Regions from separate parts of the Mus musculus genome. Here region 2 is linked to region 1. The links are chromatin contacts, called in public HiChIP or PLAC-seq maps. All regions are on one chromosome and are shown on one strand. The core of a region is the stretch at or near the end of the contact, and the rest is flanking DNA. Distances in the headings are between cores, read along the strand shown.

Region 1 (6,103 bases), core at 1,685-4,184:
TAAAAGTTTGTGCTGTTGTACTGGACTTTTTGTAGATATATGAATAACTGTATTTATCCTGTAAATTATTATTCGTAGAATTATTAACCTCTTGTTTTCCTTTTACCCACACTACCACCTTTGAACAATTTGGTGAGTCTTTTTAACAGCACTGTTCCAATCACTGGCATTATTAGAATCATTTTCCTGGTTTGTACCATACTTATTCTCTTTTTAATTATAAAGCTAATACAACTTTAAAATAGGCTCAAAATATAAAACTACATAAAATTAAAAGATAGATTTCCACCTGAGTGTAACTTGCTCTTGTATTAGTGACTTTTCTGTTGCTATGACAAAATACCATGGCCAAAAGTAACTCCAGGAAGAACGGGTTTTCTTTGGCTTCCGTTTCCAGAGGGCTAGAGTCCATCTTGGCAGGGAAGAGATGGCTACATCAAAGAAGGCAAGAGCTGAAAGCTGGCAAGTCACCTTCCATCGGCACACAGGAAACAGAAAGAGAGAAGAGTATGTGGGGCCAGGCTATAAAACCACGAAGCCCCACACCCCTAATGCCATCCTTTCTCCAGCAAAGCTCCACCCTTTCTAGGTTCCATAAGTTTCCCAGGCAACCCTACCAACTGGGGACCAAGTATTCAATTCAAGTACAGGAGCCTGTAGGGGACATTTCCATTCAAACTCTCACATCTGCATTGTAATCTGTGAATGGGACTTTCCACTTAAAGGTCTTAAATAGTCAAATCATGAAATTTATTGAATTTTCCCCATTTCTGCCATAACTGGTTTTGCAAAAATTTCAATGTATTAGGAAGTATATCCATTTAACTTTTCTTCTTAACCTTTTATGGTTTAATTCTTACATCTAACTCTTTAAACTATCAGTCATTCATTCTGATGCATGGTATAATTCTGATGAATATATTATTCCAAATAGTTAATGCAGTGGTTGAATATGAGGTTTTGTTGTTTGCTTTTTCGCACTAGTAACTTTCCCTCAAAAGATGGCTCCATTGGATGTGTGGATGGTGGGCAGAAGGGCCCTTGGGAACTGGCACTCTGAAGGAACTAAGAGCAGTCAACACCCTGTCCCCGCTGGACACTTCCTTGTGTCACTTTCTTCCCTGGCTGCCTTTCACCCCTGGGATTTCTCCCAGTCTCTCCCTTGTACTAATTCCTCAGACCCTTGTCTTAGGTCCTGTCTGGCCTCTGACAGCAACCACTCACCATATTGAATGGCTCTAAATCATCCCTCCCATCCCAGACATTTCCTGGGAGCTCCTGCCCATAGATAAAACACTATGTATCATTATCTCTTCAATCAGACCATGTTAAATCTGAGCTTGTACACTCCCAAGCCCTTCCTCCATATCATCTTTACCTTACCAAATGGGGCCAACGTCTTCTGACTTCCTAAAGAAAACCAGAATGCTCCCCTCATGCTGCCTCTATCCAGTCTTCTCTATCCAGGCGTCAAACCCTTTGGCAGTGTCTCCCCAAATGTCTCTCTTCCAGACCACCTAAAGTCCAGTTTATTCTAAGGTTGATGTGAAACCTGCTTAAACTCCCCCAAGACATCACTCTCTCTGCAGACAGCATCCCTATCAGTAGAAATATATTTCTAATAAAAACTGAATTTGTGCTGGGTGTGGTGGCACACGTCTTGAAACCCTGCACTCAGGAAGCAGAGCAGAGGTCTCTGTAAATCCAGTCAGCCTGGTCTACAGAGCAAGTTCCAAGACAGCCAGAGCTACTAAATGAGATGCTGGTTTTGGGGGGAAAAATTAAAATACAAAGAACAAAAATTCGCTTCTAAGTCCACCCTCACTACCTGTCACAGCTCTCAGAACAAGGTCATTGCTTTCCAGTCAGGACTCTTGCCTGTAACAGCTGGCAAAGGAAGCACCAGAAGTCACTCAAATAGCAGAGGCTTACTCACTCCCCCCTCCTAGTTTAGTCCCCCTGGCTTCCCTGCCTATCAAAAGCTAACATCAACTGTCTGTGCCAGTGTGTCTCTTCAGAGGGAAACAACCAGTACACGAGGTAAAGGAAGGAAGGGAAGAGATTCTTTTATTATTATTATTATTATTACTATTATTACTTTGACAGTCTCGTGTCCCTCAAGCCCATCTCACACTGACTGTATAGGCAAGGATGACCTTGAACTTCTAACTTTCCTATCTTCACCTGCTGGTACTGAAGGTTTTAAAAAACATCTTTGGATTTGGGCTGTGTGGAATACATTCTTGTTGGCTGGGAAGTAGCTGAGGTCTAATTTCCTTGTGTATATACTGGGCCATTAATTTCTAACATACAGGGCAGTCCCACAGGTTGACTACTGGTCTATTTATAGATTTTAAGTTGTCAGTTAAATCTATTGATTTTTTTTTCTTTTTTCAATTTCTGCCTTAGCTGGTTTGGTAGAAATCTCAATGTACTAAGGGAAGCGTATTCATTTTAATCTTCTAAATCTTTTCTGGTTTAATTTTCACATCGAATTCTCTAATTATTAGAGAGAACTGTATTAGAGTCTAATGTATGCGTGTAATACATTGTAAGCTCCCAGCAGGCAGGCATATGACGTAGTTCTCGCTGGATGGCTCCAACCTTACACAGGGAGGGGACCAGCTGTTTACTATTTACTATTTATTACTATCTACCCCCTAGTGTAGCAGGTCTCAGAGATGCCTGATGCGCCGGCCCAGCAGGTGATTGGCACAAGCGACCAGGCCCCTCCCTGCCTTCCGCCCGTGGATCTCGGTGATTTCCCTAGGGCAGAGACTGGCCGGCAGCCAGCCACAGATCCCCACCTTTGGATGAAGCTTGGTACCCCAGGTCCTCTTGGACGTTAGGTAGACGGCCGGGGCCTCCCGGGTTCCCCTGCTGGTGAGCGCACCTGACCCGGCGGGCGTGGCAACAGGCGTGGCGGCGGGGCTGACGTGGCCTGTGGCGCGGAGCGGGTGTGATTCATCAGCGGCCGCCGAGAGCCATGGGGACGAGTGCCGAGGCCTCCTAGGCGCGTCCCCTGCGCGATCTCGGGGTCGGTGGCCTGGCTCTAGGAAGGCCAAGATGGAAGAGATCCTGAGGAAGCTGCAGAGAGATGCGTCCGGGAGCAAATACAAAGCCATCAAAGAGAGCTGCACCTGGGCCCTGGGTAAGTGAGGGCGATGCGCGGGAGCCGAGGGGCTGCGCAGGGACACCTGCTCCCGGATCACAGGCTCCTCGGGCCCCTGGGCAGGAGGGACTGCCACCGACTATGGGTTATGAATGTTGCCTCGGATACTTAATGCGGGGTATGAAAATCTTGGCTCAGCGTGGGCATCCAGCTGTCTCCATCTGGTTCCCTTACCGCTTCCCAAACCTCTATGGGAACCGTTGCCTTTGCTGTGAGGTAACCTCATTCCTGGTCCCTAGAGCCCATAGACAAGGGTTCCTCTCCCCCCCCCCCCCCCAATAGCCAAGTTAGGACCTCCAGCTTGTATGAAATCAGGGCCCTGGTTTCCAGGGGTATGGAAGAAAAAAGGAAGTTAATTAAAGCAACAGCCCTCTTCTCAAACACTGGTGAGTGGAACCAGGAAGGAAGGCTTGTTTAATTTGATTTTGCTGATAGAAGCCACCTTGCTAAATATTCGCTTTTATGGCTATTGTGCATGGAACATAACAGACTGAAGGAATTGTGTTTCTCTTGCAGTTCGGTTATTGACTTGCCCTCAGACAGGTGGGCTTTTAGTTGTGTGAGCTGTGCTAAAATTGAGATAAGTTCCTGGTAGCAAATGAGCATTTCCCATCCTGTAGGCTGCAGTTCTCAAAATCGGAAAACAAACGGAATGACATGTCAATTAGGCAAGACCAAGGCGCTGAGAATGGGGGGTGGGGGGGGTGGGGGGGGTGGAGTGAACTGTACTATATAGACAGCCCACTAAGCCCCTTGCTTTACCAGAGCCTGCGTGATATGCCTCTGTAACCAGCTAATTAAAAACAACAACAACAACAAAAACCCAGGAACCCCTTCCCTTGAAATAAAAACCAATCGGTGATTGTCATGATTCTGTGCTGTGTGCAACCTGGAAAATAAGGCACAGAAATGCCGTTAGCCGTAGGTCCAACTAAAGACAGAATTCTCATAGTGTTTTAGGTCATGCTGTTCTGACAGAAGGTCCTAATTCACATGTTTGTGCACACATGTGTGTCTGTGTCTCTGTGTGTAGACAATTGTAGCAGCACCATCCTTTGTTTAATCTCTGCATAGCCCTAAATTGTCTCAATTATTGCCCAGGGAGTTTATCTTGTAGGTAGAACTAGTGTTTGGCCATTTTAGTGTAATGTTAAATGCAAATGGACTAGCTGTCTGAGAAGCAGCAAGGCTCTTAAAGCCGCAGTAAGATTTCAGTGTGGCCATTACCGTTTACTGTTCAGCAGTGATTCGAAGCTGGATTCCCAAATGCCTCTCTAATGAAGGGTCACAGATGGCTGGCTAACATAATAAAGCAGGACCTGACTGGGCATGAAATACACCATTCCTAGTATTCCTTATTAGTTTGCTGTAAACGAAACGGATTGAGATAAACGCAGAGGTGTAGAGTAACCCAGTGTTTTTAATAAGTTGGGCATTCGATATTCAACATCTTGTGTTTAAACCACGGCTGTTGAACTTAGGCCCTTGAAGCTACTGGGGAAGAAGCCCGGAGCCGAGGACAAGTAGATTTTCTGGGTCAAGTTCAGAATTCACCTTGACCGTAAGAATAGATGAGGTCCCTTTTGCCGCTCCTTGATCACTCTGTAATTAGCAAGAGAAGAGATAAAGCTATGACAGCTAAATAATAGCACGGAACCTTCCTGGGTACATGGGGTACATGGGAACAACCACAGTTGGAAAACCGGGCATGAGAGCTTCAGTGAGATAGGGTCTGACTATGAGGGGAGGAGAAGGGAGACTGAGTAGATTTCACGAAAGAATGGGTAATCTTTCCATTCTCTAATTTTTCTTCTTTTTTTTTTTCCGATCATACATTTCAGACACTCCTGTAGTGAAAATCTGTTTGTTGAAGGGGAGTGGGGGTATGCAGTATAAACAAAGGCGGAGGCTAGAGGGGTTTGCTGTTTTTCACTCCCCTCCAGTTCCCACAGCCAAGGCAAGGCTTTTACTAGAAAACACTTGCCGCCCATCAGCCCTCGTATTTTAAATAGAGGAACACGTACATTTCTAAGAATGTACTTAAGAAGCTAGAGCAGCACCGTTTCTGCTTGCCCCATGGAGAGCTCCAGGGCCTGGTGGCAGTTAGCTGTGCCACCACGTTGTCGATGGCACCGTGCACAGCAGTTACTTTCTTTGCTCCTGATCCTCTTCCGTCTGGGATTTCTTTGCCGCTCCTTCAAAGCCTTACAGGAAGCTTTCAGTGCCTGCCTCAGTGGAATTCTTTACCCCGCTGGCTTAGAGCCCTGCCCTCCAGACTCTCTTAGAGCACTTAGTACTTTGGAGTTGGCACACGCATACCTATGACGGAAGGATCATTGAGAAACATCTTGAGTACAAAGACAAGGCAAGTTAAAGCTGACCCCCCTCCCCCCACCACACAGTTTACTTGCTCCATCCATGGAAGGTTCATTGGAAGAATAATGGGGTTTGGGCTGATATGAAATTATACAGTCTTAAGGACCTTGACTTGGTCTTTGTGAATTGTCTGTCATGCTCTACACGGATTTTGGGTGTCCATAAACTTAGACCATCTTATCTCCTACTTAGACTGTGTTAGGAGAGGGGAGTAACCCTTATTCAGAGTTTCATGGGGGGAGCCTGGTGTTGGGATTGGTTTCAGCTGTGAATAGGAGATAACCCTAGAGTCACCTGAGAAAAAGAAGGGGCTTCAACTGAAGAATTGCTAGATCAGATTGCTCTGTGACTATGTTCACGGGGCATTTTCCTAATCGCTAATTGATAGAGGAGGGTCCAGACCACTGTGAGATGCCTAGGCAGGTGGGACATGAGCTGTGTGAGAGAGGTAGCTGAATGTGAGCCTGCAACAACCTGAAAAGCAGCTTTCCCTTGTGGTATTTTCTTCAAGCATCTGCTCTTACTTCTTTCAATGATAGACTAACCTGTAACCTG
Region 2 (6,103 bases), core at 1,238-3,737, 440 kb before region 1:
CTTGACTGAATTTAGGTCTCCTATGGATCTCCTACCTTGCCTATTTGCCTATTTTCTATCTAAAAGGGCCAGCTGGAGTAACTCTTGTAAGAGCTGTGCAAAATTACAGGGTTCCTTGGTTTAAGACAGTAGTGACTCCTTGCACTTAAGACTAAAACCCAAAGTTATAGTATAGCTTAGTAGATTTGCTTGCCCAGCGTGCGTGCATGAAGCCCTGGGTGTAAGTCTTACTGCTGGAGGAGGAAGGGCAAGACAGCTTCCTCAAGAGGAGTTGCCCAACCTGTCCCTCTGTACTACCATGAACACTGTCTCAGACTACCATTCCAGACACAGCCTGGGTCCTTTGCACAAACTCCCTCTGACCCCCACATCTAGTATATTCCTATTCATGCCTACAAGATTAACTCTTCCACACACTTGGAGTCTCTGTTCAGATGCAGTTTTCCTAAGGCACACCTTGATCACCCCCCCCCCCCAAAAAAATGGTGACCTGCCCCTCCACACACCTTCCTTCCCTGCATGCTTCCACCTAACTACTTATTACCAGTTCCTACTGTTGTGGCTTTAGGGCTAAAGATTTTAATTTCATTGCTCATTTATGTATCTGAGCATCCAACAAGAAGAGTCTGTCTATCTATCTATCTATACACACACAAACACACACACACACACACACACACACACACACACACACACAAACACACAGAACCACAGAACCATGGCCATTCATTTCCCTTGAAATAAATCTCACAAGTATACATAGTTGCCTAATTAGTTAAATTGTATTTGCCACTAAGTGATTATTTTTTCCAGTGTAAACCCTTTAAACATAGAATTCTGTTAACTTTATTTAGGCATCAATTTCCTTTTGTGAATGAACTGAGCCTCTTTGATAATGGAAGTGGTGGGAATGCAATGTCCTTTTTCACTCAAAGACAAACCATCCAGACACTGGAGAACGTAGAAGCATCAGGCATCAAACACCCAGGAGCTGTTTTGTTTGGTGTAAAAGCTCCCCTCTGCACACGCTCTCAGAAAGCCCATGAAGCAATCAGAGATCTGAAGGATAAGAACAGAGTGTTCTTTGAAATCTCTCAGACGTGCAGACAGGCTCTTCTTCCCTCAAACCATCCTGAAGGGGAAGTGTGTCGGCTTGGACAGTCAGGAGCCGGTGTGGGAATTCCCCCCGTCCCTTTGGTCTCCCGTATTGAGGAGCTTCTTCCGGGTTAAAGATAGGTCATTGCCAGCCACAGTGTCTTTAACTAGATCTAGGCTGCTTGGGAAGGAGAACTTTAGAGAGCAGGTGAAATGAATCTTAGTTCTCCCCCACTCCCAAGATAGTTTTAAAACAAGTGGCATTAAAAGCTTAAACCCTGCAGTTTTACAGAATTACCAATAGATGGCAGCACACGACTCTGCTTCACCAATGAGTGACGTCACTCTTCCTTTTCACGACCACTGACAACACTCAGCTTCCTCAGCTGTTTGACGCGGGCAATTGAATCTTGGGTGGTTGTTTTGTTTTGTTTTCTCTCCACCTTTCTCTAGAATAAGCTTCTTATTGACCTCAAACCACAGTCAACAAATCAACCGTGCAACTGCGACCTGGAAGGAACGCCAGGGGAACTCAAAACAAAGTAAAACAAGCCACCTGGGCACTTTGCAGGGACATCAAAACTTCAGCAAGCTGATCGCTGGTAAACCACGCTGGAGGCCAGTGCTGTGCAGAGGGGCATGTTGAAAAGAGAAAAGAGCTAACGTTTTTGTGACTTACTTTATCAGGATTCCCAGTCTAAACCTGGAAAGGTTTAACTGGGACACCCTGGAGTGGAGGCTTCTGACCTGCCCTCGGAATTTCTCTCCAGTTCCAGGACTCCACTGCGAGTAGAAAAGTTTCAGTAGATAAGACTCCAATAGAGCAAAACTGTCTCCTCTATCCACGACACTGTATTTTAAAACAAAAAGCTCTGGCCAAGCTAGACATGGTATCATACACTTGAAATCCTGGCACTCAGGAGACTGAGGCAGGAGGATCGTGAATACTCAGTAAGGCCCTAACTCAAGATACTAAACCGAGAGAGAGAGAGAGAGAGAGAGAGAGAGAGAATATGACAAGAGATCCCAACTGATGAATAGATAAGGAGTCTTCATAATAAGGAGAAAAAAAAAAAAACCCAACCAATGAAACAAACAAACAAGCAAAACAAAACAAATAAAAACAACTGCTTTGGTGTTTTAAGATCCAGGCTGGCCTTGAAATCTCAGCACTATTTCCGTCTTAGTCTCCCAAGTGGTAGAATTACAGGAGGTGTGAGCCTCCATGAGTGACACCAGATATTTCTTAAGAGAAACCAAAACTTCTTAAACCTGGCTATTTGAGCTTCATAAACCACAGAGCACATGAAACGGAGCACAGTTTTGCTTGAGAACTCAACTCTGTAGGCCGTAGCAAGCATCATGGGATGGGGAGGGACTAGATCAGAGTACATCACAGTACACAGAGTCCTGACGGTAACATCTGCTGTGGGTTACGGTCAAAACAACTTGCTTAGCTCTGCCGTGGACGGCCTGTCTGCTTTTTGCTTCTACGTTATCTGTAGTTCAACATCAACAAGACCATAACCACCTAAAAGTGTCATTTAATGAGTAGACTGTGTAAAAGATCTGAATGGCATGAAGCAGAAACTGAGTAAAGGGTCCCATCAAAGACTGGAGAACAATGCGGGGAGGGGAACCAGACTTACTCATCTTTATAGTAACTCTCACATACCCAACAATACCCACAATCCTCAGCCCCCAAGGGCTAAAGCATGTTTATGGTGTCCTATGTCTTAAATTTTAGCTTAGAAGAATCTACTATCTGGTTAAACAAATAGATCTAGGGTTAAAATGTAAATGTCTTAAGGGACCCAGGAAGATAAAATAGAGAGAACAGCTGTCCAGGAACAGCCTCAGGTTACCATGAAGATTTTATAAGGAATATACTGTGATTTTATAAGCAGTGGACTGTGAGAGGTAGCCTGGTCCTCCCTTGAGCTAAAGGATTGGAAGCCCCAGAGACCTGAAGGGATGGTAGGAGCTTTGCCTGCTTGGGGCACCAGGCCCCTGTCACATAGACACAGCCCTCTCCCATAGATCTGTGGCCATCAGTCACATGAGGGCAAAGCCCCAAGCCCTTCCAGATTTTGATGAGACATCCACAACATTTCAGACCAACACAAGAGGAAAAGAGATCTCCATGCCAATGTGGTACCTAGAGGCCGGGGGGTGGGCGTTGCCAATAAGATTCCCTTCCCAGACAAGCCTCCCCCAAAAAAGGTATTTAATCTCAGGCCCACCCTGAGAAGTGGGGCATGGTTTTATGCATTCACTTTCCACAACGGCTATAAACAATTCAGAACTATGGACTGACTCTTTTCATCAAGATCTGCCGGAGGGAGCCATGGAGAAGGCCTTCACCTACAGAGCCACTGCCTAATCTCTCATAGAAGGCCTCTCTCTCTGCACTCCTAGAGCTCCCCTCCCTACCCTCACACCCCCCTAGACCCATCCCTTGAGGCCCCCCACTCTGTTCTCAGCTCTTCCACAACTCCCAGGGGTGCCTGGATGTCCAGGAGCCTGAGAACCCCACAGCCCTGGCCTCATTGTAGGCCCAGAGACCCCCAGACAGCTCCTGCTTCCCCACATTTCAGATAGTGCTTTCCTACCCAGGAGCAGTGCCTCCTGGGGCTTCCCTACAACCCAACACTCCTGTGAGATAAGCACAGTCAAGCTCCCTACATTCTGCCTCCCCAGCCTGCCCTGCCCTATGGCAGAGAGGACTAGGGACACACAAGCCTACAATATATCATTTGGAGAGTCTTGAGACAGGATGTCCCTGTATAGCCCAGACTGTCCTTAAACGTGCATCAATCCTCCCTCCCCAGATTCCCAAATTCAAGGATTTCAGGGTAAACAACCATGCCTGACTGCTATACAATGTTCTTAAAAGTTGATAAATAATGTTAATGAAGGGAGAAAAAAAATTGTGTCTAGAAAAACACACCCCTGCTGTGGACATGAAAGAACCTAGTGGGGAAACCCCCACTCTGTTCCCGATTCGGCGTGCACCCAAAAATCACGAACAGACCATCTTGATGTAATACAAGAGGTAGTTTAATAGCGGAGCTCCGGGTCGGAAACATATCTTACACAGGAGACAGTGGATTCGACCCCGAGGCTTGGAAGCTAGGGGTTTTTATAGAAAAGGGTTTAGGGCTGGAGGAGGAATTGGCGTGATTTCACATGGTTGGTCCATTTATACATCAGCAGACTGTACATGCAGATAACATTTAACTTAGGTCAGAAGGGCGGGAGATAGGGAGATGCTGGGCCAGCCCGAACATGTCATTCTCTTTATCTTTATGGCCTAGTAGCCTCAGGAATATCTTAACGAAGGGCCTGCCCGGGCATGTCCTGGCCTGTTCTGCTATGTTCTCAGCCCCAGGTTTCAAAGCTCACAAACAACTCTTTGGGCTATTTGACATAAATTACATGAATCACAGGTCTCAAGTTTTATTTTCTTTCATTCCCTTCTTCTTCTACTAAGTAATTCTAATCTTAGAAATTTAAAAGTCTATATCTCTATGTGGAGAATAGAAATCATACTCTTTTCCTATAAGAACAACAACAGAATAAGAAGGGATAGTAAACAGAACTAGGCAGGGACCCTTCTAACAGCAGTCAAACTGACTGGTACATGGTCTACAGCTTGAGTGTCTCCAAGGTTCTCTAGGTTGCAACATTCTGTTCTTTCTTAAGTAAAAGGAAGGATAACCCTATGGGGTCAATATGAAAATACTGGTCTTCGTAATGGCTCTAAAGTCTCCTCAGTAATATGTATTTTATTCACTGAACTATTATTTCAAGGATATCATTTAAACCAGTTTGTGAGTAAAATTAGCAGAAAACCAGAGTACATAGAGAGCATAGAAAATTTCGTGAGCTGTAGTGGCTGTTCCTGGTGGTCAACTTGACTATATCTGGACTGAACTACAATCCAGAATCGAAAGGCTCACCAGTGATCCTAATCTGGTGTCTGGGAGATACAAGTTTCTGACCTGGATCTTGGCATGGAGATCTTGCAGTATAGTGGCTATGAATTCCAGAAGATTAAAACAGGGAGATCTCTGAGTTCAAGGTCATCTGGGATTAAAGGTGTGGTGGCACACACCTTTAATCTGGGCTACACTTCTGCAGGAGACCTACATAAGGACATTGGAAGAAGGAAGATTTATTCTCTCTCTTCTTTGATTGCTTGCTTACCTTGTGGGACGGAGCAACTGCTAGATCCTTGGACTTCCATTCACAGCTGCTGCTGGCCATTGTTGAGAGTTGAACTACAGACTGTAAGTCATCAACAAATTCCCTTACTATACAGAGACTACCCATGAGTTCTGTGACTCTAGAGAACCCTGACTAATACGTGAGCATTTCCAGAAATAAGGTGATTTCCTTAGATTCAGAGATGATAGGTCACTGATTGATGCCATATCCTTGAGCCTGTAAAGGGATCGACACCCATCTGGACAAAGGTCAAAGCCACAGGATGACGGTCACTGTCCTCTGCCTTTCCTGTTCCAAGCCTCTGTCCTTCATGTCCTAGTACATTAATATCCTCTTTGTTAATCCTTGTGGTTTTCAAAACTCATTTTAGCTCTTATGCCAAACCCACCCAATGCTTCTTTCAGGATCCTGGTCAGTTATTTTTTAAAGTACTGACTTTGTACTGCGTTCACATGGAGTTAAAGCACACGAGTAGAAAACAACAGAAAGTTCCTGTATTTGTAGCACTTCTAATGAGGTGAGTATAAAAATCAGCCTTTTCTGACTTAAAGTAGAAGACTTGGATCCCGGGTTCAAAAGCGCAGTGCATGGCTGATTGGCTCTGGGCCCCCATCGAGGCTGAACATTCCAGGTGGAACAAAGCTACTTAGGTAACAATGACAGCTGGGAAGCAGAGAATGAGAGAAAGGGTCCAGGGGCAAAACAGACCCTTCAAGATGTGCCTGCAGTTACTTGCCTCCTCTATTCACAATGCAAGCATCCTATTGAGTAAGTCACT

What was found. HiChIP or PLAC-seq counts read pairs in DNA pulled down with a chosen protein or histone mark.
Region 2: a contact with region 1 is called in an H3K4me3 HiChIP or PLAC-seq map of bone marrow-derived macrophages, with 3 times the contacts expected there. The contact joins the enhancer-like site here to the promoter of Arfgef3 in region 1. A contact is called at or near these places in 2 of 39 promoter capture datasets (embryonic stem cells and liver) and 3 of 115 datasets of contacts at active chromatin or transcription factors (bone marrow-derived macrophages, embryonic stem cells and stem cell-derived neural progenitor cells).

What each region holds. Positions count from the first base shown.
Region 1 is chr10:18,740,589-18,746,691 of GRCm38.p6, reverse strand. It overlaps Arfgef3 (ARFGEF family member 3), which reads left to right and starts at 2,934. Exons shown (of 34, transcript NM_001033258.4): 1 at 2,934-3,151. The coding sequence starts at 3,067. It overlaps Gm32926 (predicted gene, 32926), which reads right to left and starts at 3,221. Exons shown (of 5, transcript NR_152783.1): 1 at 2,808-3,221.
Region 2 is chr10:19,181,460-19,187,562 of GRCm38.p6, reverse strand. All of the region lies in intron 2 of Gm20139 (predicted gene, 20139), which reads right to left. Among named protein-coding and RNA genes, the nearest start is that of Gm20139, 43 kb to the right of the region's middle. Within about 2 kb of position 2,487, at least 171 of the 459 cell types and tissues checked have an H3K27ac peak or open chromatin away from gene starts, as enhancers often do. A contact at or near this core is called in bone marrow-derived macrophages, where this site is marked.